Regions from separate parts of the Triticum aestivum genome. Here region 1 is linked to region 2. Evidence: chromatin contacts called from public Hi-C data. All regions are on one chromosome and are shown on one strand. Each heading gives the region's core, a stretch centred on a gene start, on an enhancer-like site or on the middle of the called end of the contact. The rest is flanking DNA. Distances are from core to core; before and after follow the strand shown.

Region 1 (5,922 bases), core at 2,683-5,182, 270 kb after region 2:
CGCTCTGCCGATGAGGCAGTGGGTTCTCTTGCCCTCCGGTCGTTGTTTCGACGACGGATGGGTGGGGGAACCCCGGTTCTACGCTCGGCTCTAGTTAGGGTTAGGTTTACTATGTTCCATGGCGGCGGCTGGATGGCGGTGACGCCGACGTTCGAAAAAAAAAATCTCAGATCTCAGCCCCATCTCAATGACGTCCTTAGTGGTGAAGTCGAGGGATCTGTGGGAACCTTATTCCATCATCTCCTTGATGCGATGGATCTGGTGGTGTTTGTTGTTTCTATGACGGATCACATCTCGTGTGGTGTCGTCTTTATTTGGGAGAAGATGAAGGTCCAAGAACAAGGTTGGAGGCTTGTGGGTGGCAGTTCTGGTATTTTGCCTCGACGACATCGACGACATGCAACGGATCTGGGTTTCGAGGAGCACGGGAATGATCCTCGATCGACGCGCCACAGCGACAATGTCCTTGTCGGCGGCAGGCCCTTTCTTGGGCTCACAAAGCCTTTATGGGCGATGGTGTTTCTTCGTCTCCGAAGATGGCAAGTGGCAACGATGGCTGTTGCAGAAATCTACTTCAATGGAGTTTTTTTGCAATTATTTCTAGACATGTGTCCTCTCTCCTTTTCTATCATGGTTTTCATGATCTCGTGTTGTAATATGACATCTGTTTAATGGTATTATGATTTTTCTCAAAAAAAGGACAAGGGTAGCTATTTTCTTAGCTCTAGGATCCTTTATAATAGGTACTCCCTCCGTCCGAAAATACTTGTCATCAAAATGGACAAAAAGAGATGTATCTCGAACTAAAATACGTCTAGATACATCCCCTTTTATCCATTTTGATGACAAGTATTTCCGAACGGAGGGAGTAGGTCATAAAACAACCTTTGCAAGGTAGGATGAGTACGGATAAATCTTTTCTCAAGTTTAAGAACAAGTGTTGAAATAGATTCTGCATAAGTTTTAGTTCTTTTGAGTATAGGAGTATCATCACAAGTCAAAGTTCCAACACAATTAAAAATTTCTTGGATGGCACCTTTTCCTATAACATTTCCTTGTCCCAAAACAAAAGTTTTAGCATCCAGATTAGTAGAACGTCCAATTTTAGGAGTTCTACCATCATCCATTTCTGCCATACCAAAATCACTCATGATGATAGGTTCAAAGAGGCAAACAAGAAAAAGGCAAACGAAAAATATTTTTCTATTTCTGTAAAAATTGTTTAGACATGGGGAAGATGAAAACGAGACAAATGTCAACTAAAGTAAATTGCAAGGAGATGAAAGTTTATGCGTAGGCACTTGATAGATGTTGATGATATCTCCCCGGCAATGGCGCCAAAAATTCTTCCTGATTGCTTCTATCTACGTTGGTATTTCCCCGAAGAGGAAGGGATGATGCAACACAACAAAGGTAAGTATTTTCCTCAGTTACGAAATCAAGGTTATCAATCCAATAGGAGAATCAAGCAACACTATGTAAACGGCACCTGCACACAAATAACAAATATTTGCAACCCAACGCGTAAAGGGGTTGTCAATCCCTCAATGGTATTGAGATAGATTAAATTATATGAGATTTGATAAATAGACTTAACTAAAATACAAAATAAAAAAAAATAAAAAAAATTGCAGCAAGGTATTTTTGATTTTTATATGATAGAAAATATACTCGGGGGCATAGTGTTCACTAGAGGCTTCTCTCGAGAAAATAGCATATGGTGCGTAAATAAATTACTGTTGGCCAATTGATAGAAAATCAAATAATTATGACGATATCAAAGTGAAAGGATCGATATATAGTAAAAAATCTGTCAAATTTGTTTGTGATTTTGTTTTTATCTTTGGGAAGGGTAGTAGGGGTGCCTCCAATTCATTCATCTCTAGTAAATCTTTTGTCCATTTTGCTTGTGATTTTGTTATTATCTTCGGGGAGGGTAGTAGGGGTGCCTCTAATTCATTCATCTCTAGTAAATCTCTTGTCCATTTTGCTTGTGATTTTGTTTTTATCTTTAGGAAGGTAAAAGGGTTTCCTCTGATTCATTTCTCTCTTGAATAACTTTTTGTTTTGTTTTGATTTTCATCTTCATGAAGGGTATAGGGGTGCATCTAATTCAATCAACCCTAGTAGAACTTTTGTGAATTTGGTCTTCTCTAGTAAGATCCATGCACTGATTTACAATCAACCCTAGTATAGCTTTTGTGAATTTGGTGTGCGATTTAGAATTGAGAATCAGTATTTCCCTTGGGGATAATCTCCAGATCTTGATGTGCGGTGGTCGGGACCAGGTGACTTTTGCGCTCATGTTAGCGGGTTAACGGGTGTTTTTTTTTTCCAGTCCATCTTCTTTTCGGTGGGCTTCACCCTCTTGTTGAGGGAAGGCCGAATTGGTTGTTTTGAAGGAAATCAACTCACAGGGAATTTGGGTCACTCATTTTGTTTCAACCGAACTTCTGTTTGTTAATTTCATTTTAAATAATAAATAAATGGTTAAGAAGAGTTTGGCTCACGCAAAAAACAAAATTCAGTCAACGGATCAGTTGCTACTTCCATACTAGTACATTGCAGGGAGACGTCATTAGACACTACATTGCATATTCAGCAAGGTATCTAGAAAGGAGATACGTACAATACCGCTCTTTAATTGGCCAACCCCTAGACGAGTGTCCGTATTTTTAGCTAGTGCCACACGTACAATACATACCCTTTGGCCATGTGCCACAGACACAGACTGGGGGTCGCAGAGAGGAGACGAGGCACGCACTGTAGCGCCGTGCAACCGCGCGCTGTGCTGCACGAACGTCGGTCGGGCCCGGCGGTGCCCGTGCAGGTCCGTAGGGCGTGAACCGTATGCGAGCATCACGTGTAGGGTGGGCTGTGGTTGGGGGTCGCCAAGAGCAGAGCAGAGCAGAGCCCGAGCCGACCGTTGGTAATCTACCAGCACGCACCACACGCGCATAACATAATCCTCGTTCCTCCATGATTTTGGATGCACCCGTCGTCCGGCCCGTTGGCACCACACACACGCGCCTCGGACGGAGCGACGGAGCCGAGACATGGCGTGTGCGTGTGCCGGTCGATCGCCTCCGCCTCCGCCTCGTGCGCACCTACCGGCATGTCGTGGGTTCTGCGATACCTGCGCTGTGTCGTGTCCGGCCGGCCCGGCCGGAGAGACGGGGAGGGAGGAGACTTTCAGTGCAATCCACTCAAACGCGCACACCAGAGCAGAGCAGAGCAGAGCGATTAGTTGGCTGGCGCGAGCGATCATGTACCATACCACCATCACCACGATCATGATGGTTGCTTGCAAGCGATCATTAAGCTAACACTAACAGGGCCGTTAATTACGACCGCTAGTACCACTCCAGTGGCGCACTTTGATATTCGTTCATGGCTGTTGCTCTCAGGCTCACAGAGCCACTCGAGCGATTTCTTCTTACGCATCCAAATTGGTTATTTCCGAAAGGAGCAACACTGCTGGACAGAGGTCGAACGGGACGGAGCAGTAGATCATCAGCACCCCCGAAGAAAAGAAAGAGGAGGATTTGCATCCCGCACCGACGCAACAATTAATCGCGCGCTGTTAACGGAAAGAAGGAGGAAAACGCAGCGCACCGTCGCAATCATCTCCCCGACTGGTAGCGCCACCCAACCAATTGGCATTTACCCCAAGTAATTAATTAGAAATTACTCCTCCTACTTAGTACTACTACTACTGCCACTGCCAGCCAGTAACTCTTTCGAATTCGCCAAGACAAAAATGTACTACTCACATGCAAAAAAAAAAGTTTTAGAAAAAAGAACAATCCAGGGGCATTATGGTCATTTTGCTCAGCAGCTACAGTAGTAGCGAGCAGCTGCATCACGGGGGAGGAGAGAGAGTCGTTCGTCGTGGGAGTAACAGACAGACAGCACACCGCAGAGAGAGAGAGAGAGGGAGAGGGAGAGGGAGAGGGAGAGGAGCTGAAAGGCGTCGTACGCGCTCCCACCATCCCCCACCCCCCTCGCGCTGCATTATTTTCTCTCTCTCCCTCCCCTCTCCGCCTCCCCGCTTATTCTCTCTCCCCCTTCCTACTCTCTGTCCCCCGTCTGCTCCATTTGTGCTGTGCGCGCTCCCCTCCCCTCCCCACCCACTCCCCCCATTCCGTCGGCGCAGCAGGCAGGCGAACGGAGCTCACTCCCCCCTCCCTCGCTGATTTCCTCCCTCCCAAGAGAAGATGTCCGCCGTCCCCTCGAGGTATGCAGAGATTTCCCACGCCTCCACCGGAAACCACTGCCGTTTCTGCGGGTTCTTGGCCCCTAAGCGCGCCATTGCCGTCTCTCCCCCGTGCTTCTTGGTTCGGGCGAGTTCCGATATTTTTTTCCTTGCTTAGACGAATCTGCTCCGTCGTTCCGGGAGGAGGGGAGGGGTGGTTGCGGGAAACGAACGTCCTTTTTGCCACGAAAGGTGGTGGTTGTGGTGCTCCTTGCCGCGATTCTTGGGGACCGCCAGCGTCGCTAATGCGGTGCCTCGCTGTTTCCTTGTGTCGGTGGAGCCAGATTCCGGCGGGATTTCCACAGATTCGTCTTTCCCGGGGCTTCGACCTGTGAGATGCGGGCAGGGATTGGGCTTTCTAGTCGCTATATGTATTTACGGACTTTTTTTATTCGGAGTTTTGGGGAATTACTGGAACATATTTGTCTTGTGGTCGAGGAATCATTTCTCACCTACCACTTCTTGGCGGAATGCTATTTCTAGTCGTAATTTCTGAAATTTTATAAAAGGGGTATTTTGCCTTCTTGTTTTTTCAGAAATATGCCTAGATCTGGCACTAGTTCATCCATCTTTTTCTCTTTTTGCGGGTGACTAAGTTCATCGATCTGAAACGGGCATTGCCCCAGTGAACTTTGCTGCCATGCTGCGATTTATTTTCCAGCGTTACTTTGTTCGTATGCAGGCCTGGTTGGCTAGGATCTAGTAGATGTCATGCAAATCGATTACTCACTGCACGAGTAGAATGGTGTCAATATTTACCATCCTGGTTGCTCCAAATAACTATGTTTGTTGTTATCACTGGGAGTCCTTTGCTCAAGCTTCAAGCTATATCTCTTTTTTGAATGAACTTCAAGCTATATCTGAGATCTGATGTTGTCCTTGGCAACTTCACTGCACACTGGAAGTCATATTTCAACCGTGTTAGGGGGTGGGACACACTTTTCTTGCCGATGATGTTATCATAACTCTCAAAATTTACCAGTTTCTTTTTTCTGCATACATTTCGGCGTGCTTAGTTATTTCAGGGGAGACGTCTCCATGAATCCTGCATGTTTCCAGAGTTTGTCTATAGCTTCATTTGGGGGGAATGCTATATTATCTGATTCCAACTTGACTTGTCATATCAGGTTCTATGTCTGAAACTTGTTATAGGGTTATATCTGAATCTTGAAGTAGATCTACTACGGCTGAGTCCTTCGCTTCACGTATGTTTTGGTTAGCTACCTCTGCTATATTGAACGTTTTTTTTCAGTAACTTGTGTCCTAGAATGGTGTTGCCAATGATTATGATAGAAAAAGATTTGAGTCATCGTTATAACAGTCACTCATACTAGCCTATTACTAGGGGCACTTAATAGGAAAGCATGAAATCTGCCATCATACACTTATATGCTGCACTTATAAATATCTGAAAATCTTAAGGCATTTCGTATGTACCAGCGTACACATATAATGTGCCCACACAGTAATGAAACAAAGCCATTTTTGGTAAGTGCCAGGTAAAATCTGTAGCATCACTGGCATCTATCATTGCAAGACATACATAAATGCCAGCTAAACCATATGCATGTGTGTGATAGCTGAGAAGCAAGCTGGCCAATAATTGGCGTGCGTCTGGAAAGTGAAATTTCCTCTCTCCTAAAATTAACCCAAGCCATTCTTTCTCC
Region 2 (6,840 bases), core at 601-3,100:
AGCAAGATGACATGATGTAGAGGAATAAATTCATGCAATATGATAAATACCCCATCTTGTTATCCTTGATGGCAACAATACAATACGTGCCTTGCAACCCTTTCTGTCACTGGGTAAGGTCACCGCAAGATTGAACCCAAAGCTAAGCACTTCTCCCATTGCAAGAACTACCAATCTAGTTGGCCAAACCAAAGGGATAATTCGAAGAGACTTGCAAAGATAACTCAATCATACATAAAAGAATTCAGAAAAGAATCAAATATTTTCCATAGATAAGCTGGATCATAAACCCACAATTCATCGGTCTCAACAAACACACCGCAAAAAGAAGATTACATCGAATAGATCTCCACGAGAGAGGGGGAGAACATTGTATTGAGATCCAAAAAGGGAGAAGAAGCCATCTAGCTACTAACTATGGACCCGAAGGTCTGAAGTAAACTACTCACACTTCATCGGAGGGGCTATGGTGATGATGTAGAAGCCCTCCGTGGTAGATGCCCCCTCCGGCGGAGTTCTGGAACAGGCCCCAAGATGGGATCTCGCGGATATAGAAAGTTGCGGCGGTGGAATTAGGTTTTTGGCTCCGTCCCCGATCTGTTGGGGGTACGTAGGTATATATAGGAGGAAGGAGTACGTCGGTGGAGCGTCAGGGGGGCCACGAGGAAGGGGGGCGCGCCCAGGGGGGAGGGCGCGCCCCCCACCCTCGTGACCGCCTCTGACACTTCTTGGAGTAGGGTCAAAGTCTCCTGGATCACGTTCGGTGAGAAGATCACGTTTCCGAAGGTTTCATTCCGTTTGGACTCCGTTTGATATTCCGTTTCTTCGGAACACTGAAATAGACAAAAAAACAGCAATTCTAGGTTGGACCTCCGGTTAATAGGTTAGTCCCAAAAATAATATAAAAGTGAAAAATAAAGCCCATTAAGTCCAAAACAATAGACAAAGTAGCATGGAGCAATCAAAACTCCTCCAATAGCATTCGATTGTTGTACGATTAGTGTCTAATATATGTTGAAAACTAGAGGGGTGCCATGATGGTTCCCTCACTAGATCTGCCACTGCCACAATATCACTGGCATGCTACCACTTGTCGTCCATCATTATCTCCCACCAGTTGCAGCCCGTGTGTTGCCGCAACGCCTGAGCCACCTCCTTCGTTGAGTTGTTGCCGCCCCGCTCCGCCCATCCCTCGAAAACCCTCATTCTCCGGTGCCCATTTACCACCTCCCCTTGGCGAGGTTGGTGGGTGCGGCGTCTCGTCTATGGCTCGAGCTTTATGTCCTTGTTCTCCATAAATCATCTCGAAAAAAGGATAATTGCCTCAAGACTAAAAATGCAAAAAAAAATCACAAGGGAAAATATATGTTGTGTAACTATAGAGAAAAAGCAAAACTTTAATTAATTAATAAGAGAAATAAAACGGTGAGATCTCATCTTTCCCATCTATAGCTTGAGCTTTGCGCCTTCGTTTTCCTCGAGAAATCATCTCGGAAATAAAACAGTTGTCTAAAAAAACAAATGAAAAGAAACATATCAGAGTGAAAAATACATGTTATGTCGACAATGACGGCGTCTGTGGCGACTTCACAAATCTCAAGATGATATGCAGGCTCTTGGAGGTGGTTATAGGGGGTAGAGTGTGCGTGAAAGCGTTCATGGGGTGGGTGCATGCTCATGTATTTGAGGGACTTTGATTGTACTCTGCTAAAAAAAGCGTAAAAGAAATAAAATGCATTTGAGACTTAGAAATTGCATTTCCCCTTGACCACGGGTTGGACCCCGCGCGCCAGCCACCGATTCGCTCACTGCCGATGACACGCGGGCCCCACGCACAACCTCCATCGTCTTCGTCTCCGTCTGGGGCGAGTCGCGTGTCAAATCTTCCCATTATCCGCGCGATCCCCTAGCCATCTACCATGGCCCGCCTCCTCGCGCGAACCCTAACCCTAGGCCGCCCGGCCGCTCCGGGGTCCTCCCTGCAGCCCCACCGCGCCCTCTCAGACAAGGTGGAGCTGATCGAGATCGACCTCTCCGAGGAATCCGCCTCCTCCACCTCATCCGGCGACTCCGCGGAGGAGCCGATGGGGATGGGGCGCCTGAACGACGCCATCCGCGGTGTCCTAGTGCGGCGGGCCGCTCCGGAGTGGCTCCCCTTCGTGCCTGGGGGATCGTACTGGGTGCCGCCGATGCGGCGGCCGCTCGGGGTGTCCGATCTCGTCGGCACGGTCGTCTACAGCGCGAGGGGCGCCGTCGATACGGCGGAGATGGCGAGAGCCACCATGGTTAAGGCCGCGATGACTAAGGAGGAGGCCATGTGCTTCACCACGCAGCGGGGCTGGCCGTCAGAGGCCTATTTCGTCCAAGGTGAGGTCGATGAGACTTGTTTGGATTGCGAAATGATGATGTGTTATGGGTGCATAGCCTTGGAGCTGAGCTGCCACGTTTAATCTGTGGGCGAAGCACGGAAGGGCGCATCTGCCCCTGGCATCCAAAATGAATGCTAAAGCCGGAAAATTCAAACACGTACAATGATGTCTTACCATTCTCTATCCTCTAGCTGGATACTTGACCTTCTGCAGTTATAAATCATGGACCATTTTGCGCTTTATAACATGTTCTTGGAATTCTGTTTCTCCCCCAAGTGAAATCAATCCTAATCAACCATGATAGACTGTGCATATCATTAGCTTTGGGTTATATATTATGCGGTGCCTGATAAATTGCTCGCTATGGACATTTGATATGTGTTTGGATGATTTAGTTTATGCAAAATATATATTATTATTTTTCTGCTGTACCACTTCCACCATGTGAAATTTAGTATGGGAGATATGCTACCTGATGAAACATGTATGATAGGCCATTTTAATAGGTATAGGAAGTTATGAGGATTTTTCCATAGTAGATGACAAATGACATAGTTTGTGGGATACAGAAAACTTCTGATAAATCATTTTTCTCTGTTCCATTTCATGCTTTTGCCTGTACTATTATGTTATTCTGTTTTGCTGGTTCACCAAATTCAACTGCATGGTTATAGTATCATTGCGTACACTTTCAAAATGGATAGTGCAGTTAGTGATTGTGATTTTTTCTGGAATGCACATCCAAATACGTGTCACTGTGCTGTAGCGATCGTGATTGTTTAACTTAGTATTGTTTTGTTTAAGATGAATACTCCTTTTGTTAGCTCATGCAGGCCATGATGATTCTACTAGCTGACTGTAATTTTTATGCAGTTTTATGTTAATTGGCATATGCATCTGCATTTCTGCAAGTTATTTGTCTTTGCCTGATGAATCTTAACAACCTAACAGACCTCCTAATCCACAATTTAATACTGGAAATTTTGCCTTTCTGGTTGAAGATAATTAATCCATTCAAATTCAATGCAGTGTACATAGGTCGGATCACCATGACTTTATAGTGTATGTGGATGCTCTGAGATCCTCCACATAAATGTTGCGAAAAATACTTTTTTTTCATGAGGTAGTCATTTATTTGATCTAGTGTCTTTAAATTAAGTCTTGCAAGTTACTAGTAATCCTAGTAGTATAACCAGGCCCAGGAGTGGTGCCCTTATGTAATAGCACATTCTTCAGTTGGAGGTTTAACAGTCAGTATTCAGTGAGGTTATAACTGGTATGAAAATGATAATGATTCGCATACGACTTAAATGACTTCATATGTATGACGGTCGTACAACGAAACACCATAACAGTAGCAATACTGAAAATCCTGTATACATGCTATACTAGCCTCCATGCCCATATATACTCACAAACATTCATCCTGTTTCTTATGCTTTATTTGTGTTCAGTATATTTAGGTTTTGAACGTTGTTGGTCTGACAGACATATCCTTTGATCTCCTCTCTAAGAGAAGAGAAAGGTCCAAAAACTTGATTTTTTAAGGAGAAACCTTGACTTTTGGTAGAGTCTCTTGTTGTTTTCTATGCAGCATCTAATTATTTTTAAACATTTTTGTACTTGACCAAGTAATATTAGCGCCATAAAGGTGCTTATATTTTAATTTGTCTAGACAACGGTTATAAGCAGATCGGTAGACATAGAGAAGGATATCCTGGTGGGCCTTAGAATTTGGACTTGATGTGTGAGCAGGCTTCTTCTTTTCCACTCTAGGTAGAGGTTGCTGATATTGGTTTGTCATGTGATGCCTGTTGTGTCGTACAACCATCATAAAAGAAATATTGAAACATCAGACATCATATATATAGTGGCGCCAAAATAAAGAAAACCTGGGTTGGTTGAGACATCTAGTCATGTGTTCGACAACTTCGGAGTTGTCTTATAAACATTGGTGGGTTGGACATTTGATGCTGTTTTCCACTATTAGAATTATGTAGGGTATATATATTGGGTCTAGCATACTGCGCTACTGCTACCTTGAGGCCCAAAATGGTTACAACTGTCTTGTACCAGATATGATTTGGTGTGTGAGGCTTATGTTGAGTACTGTCTGGTTTTGAGTTAGATTTATGTTTTGGAAGAGGTGATGGACTGAGTGTAGTTTGATTACATTGGTTACAGATTATCCATGAGTCTTATGAGTTAATAGATGCATGTGCATGCAAGACCTTGATTGTTAGATTGGGAACTTCCCCTTTTGGCTGTGCTCTTCATTATTGTTTGGTAAGCTAATAATTAGTTTCTGTTAAAGGGAAAGTTTGGCATCCAGTGAAGAAGTCAAGGAAAAATGCTAAAACTGATGATGAGGAAAGCTAATTTGTCCTTGCAAGTTTACCTGGGGTAAGTTTGTTCACATTCCTTAGGATAATGTTTTAGTTACTCTATTGGTCTAACTGTCATTGGTATTCTATGCCACCATTTGATTTGAACTCTAGCCTTTAGGTGTGTCTTGTTTTATTGTTGTCACATTATGCCGCCATCTACACATGATATATCCTTTTCGTGCATGCTCTGATGATGTCAACACTAATACCCTTTTTGCTGGAAAGAGTACAATAATACAGTAGCTTACTGCAGTTCATTTGCGATAGACTAGAGTGGATAACTTGCTGGCTCCGATTATCATCACCTGGAATGTTACTATTGCCACTTTTGGGCAAGTGTTATTACGGATAATGTGATGCAGGGGCCCTTGCTGATTGACAGTCGTCGACTAGTGTTTACCTTAGTTTATCTAAAAACATCTGTCCAGTAATCCAGTATAAACCATTCATAGTAAGAGAACATGACTTGTTACCTAACACTCAAATTGAATACCTATGAAATAGTTTGGTAAGGAGTCATTTTCTCTGCGACCTGAATGAGCTTTTGTCTGTTCTGAGCTTCATTCAGAAGCAAATCTGAGCCTAAGATGTTATGTTGTGCAGATCCCCAGGTGGACACAGGAAGACTCAGCTCGGAGAAGTAAAACCCTGCTGATGGCTGTACATATAGACGATATAGGTGTCTTAACAGACCCTAGCGACAATAATGAGCCGCCTCATCGCCCGTCTCTTCTTGGTAGATCATGCGTGCTTAAGATGAAATATGATGAATTTGTATTACAACACAGCCTAGTGTCATGTGCCCTTTGACTGCTCTCTGAGCTGAAGTTGTATGATGTACCAACTATTCTTTGTGGATTATTTCTGCTTGTACGGGCACCCGTCAGCTCCACGGGTTGTCGGCGTCAGTTGGTAATGTTAATACAGATTTCTTGCCGAACCTGTTGTACGTTGCCTCTTGCTGCAGAAATCAACTGTTTTAGTCGGTTGTTGATGCCCTGGAGTTTGATCGCAGGCATATTTTGCGCAGGAAAAGAAGACTGTTCCTTTCTGTCATTTCCATGTCGGCCACTCCAAATAAACTCTGTGGTAATGAATGCTTCTTTTTCTTTACTAAAGTTTGAAGCCCTGGTAGATCATATACTAGAGTACTAGACTAAAGTCAGTAGCGTCTTGATCAGGGAGAATATTGGTATAGACAAAGGTACAGTACATGTCGGCATCGTTGGTTTTTGTTTTCAGAAGTGTCTTTATTCTTTTATTTATGTTGCGACCGTTAGGGTGATGTTGATGAAATGCGTACAATTCTAGGTGATGTTGATTTTGTACAATTTTGTTGGTGCGATTTGTTCCCGTTTATAGCAGTGGTCGACAGATAAGGAGTGTTATAAATTTCTACATGGGACGGATGGCGCTCGCGTCACTCACCTAAGAGAACTGTTGCTGATATACACTTGTTTATATGTGTGGGTCTGACCCCCGATCGATGCCCATTCTTCACAGTGTGCGGGCGGTGCTAAATATATTTCATCTGACATCATCGTCTGCGTGGCATACTTTTCAGAATTGTGGCATCGAACACATTGTGGAAGGTCTAAGAGCCCTGGCTGATTTTGACAGGATCGCTGTCACTGCTGTTTTTTTTTTTTGACAGGATCGCTGTCACTGCTGTTGGTATTCTGGGAGCACCAAACGTACCTCGCTTTCCGTAGCTTAGACGTGATTATATATCCATGGAATTGTTTGCTTTAAACGTAAGAAGCAGCCGTTTCCTTGAAGAGATGTCATAAGACTCCTTGCAGAGCTTTCCGTTCGGTGATACGAACACCGCTGCAGAACTGCTCCAATGGCCTGTGTATGTACGCCGAGGCTCCTTGCAATGGAGAACTCGTTGCAAAATTGGTATGAAACGAGTGAATTTTTAGGGGATGCAGTTCAAACTTTCAATGGGTCAAGTGCTATGCCAAGGTGGGATGGTGGGCGTGTGAGTGAGGTGACACCCGTTGAAAGATGGCCGCCATGATCGCGGCGCACTCCTCTCCTCCTCCAAGCGCTTTCAGACAGGCACACCGACGCAGCGGCAG

Evidence for each region. A called contact is a pair of places that touch in the nucleus more often than the background predicts.
Region 1: a Hi-C map of leaf shows a contact between it and region 2, with 4 times the contacts expected there. The contact joins the promoter of LOC123046519 here to the promoter of LOC123046518 in region 2. A contact is called at or near these places in 3 of 5 Hi-C or Micro-C datasets (leaf and root) and 1 of 1 datasets of contacts at active chromatin or transcription factors (leaf).

Annotation. Positions count from the first base shown.
Region 1 is chr2B:654,810,708-654,816,629 of IWGSC CS RefSeq v2.1, forward strand. It overlaps LOC123046519, which reads left to right and starts at 3,933. Exons shown (of 6, transcript XM_044469915.1): 1 at 3,933-4,237.
Region 2 is chr2B:654,546,875-654,553,714 of IWGSC CS RefSeq v2.1, forward strand. LOC123046518 reads left to right here and starts at 1,851. Exons shown (of 3, transcript XM_044469910.1): 1 at 1,851-2,367; 2 at 4,684-4,772; 3 at 5,360-5,698. The coding sequence starts at 1,920. The coding sequence ends at 4,748.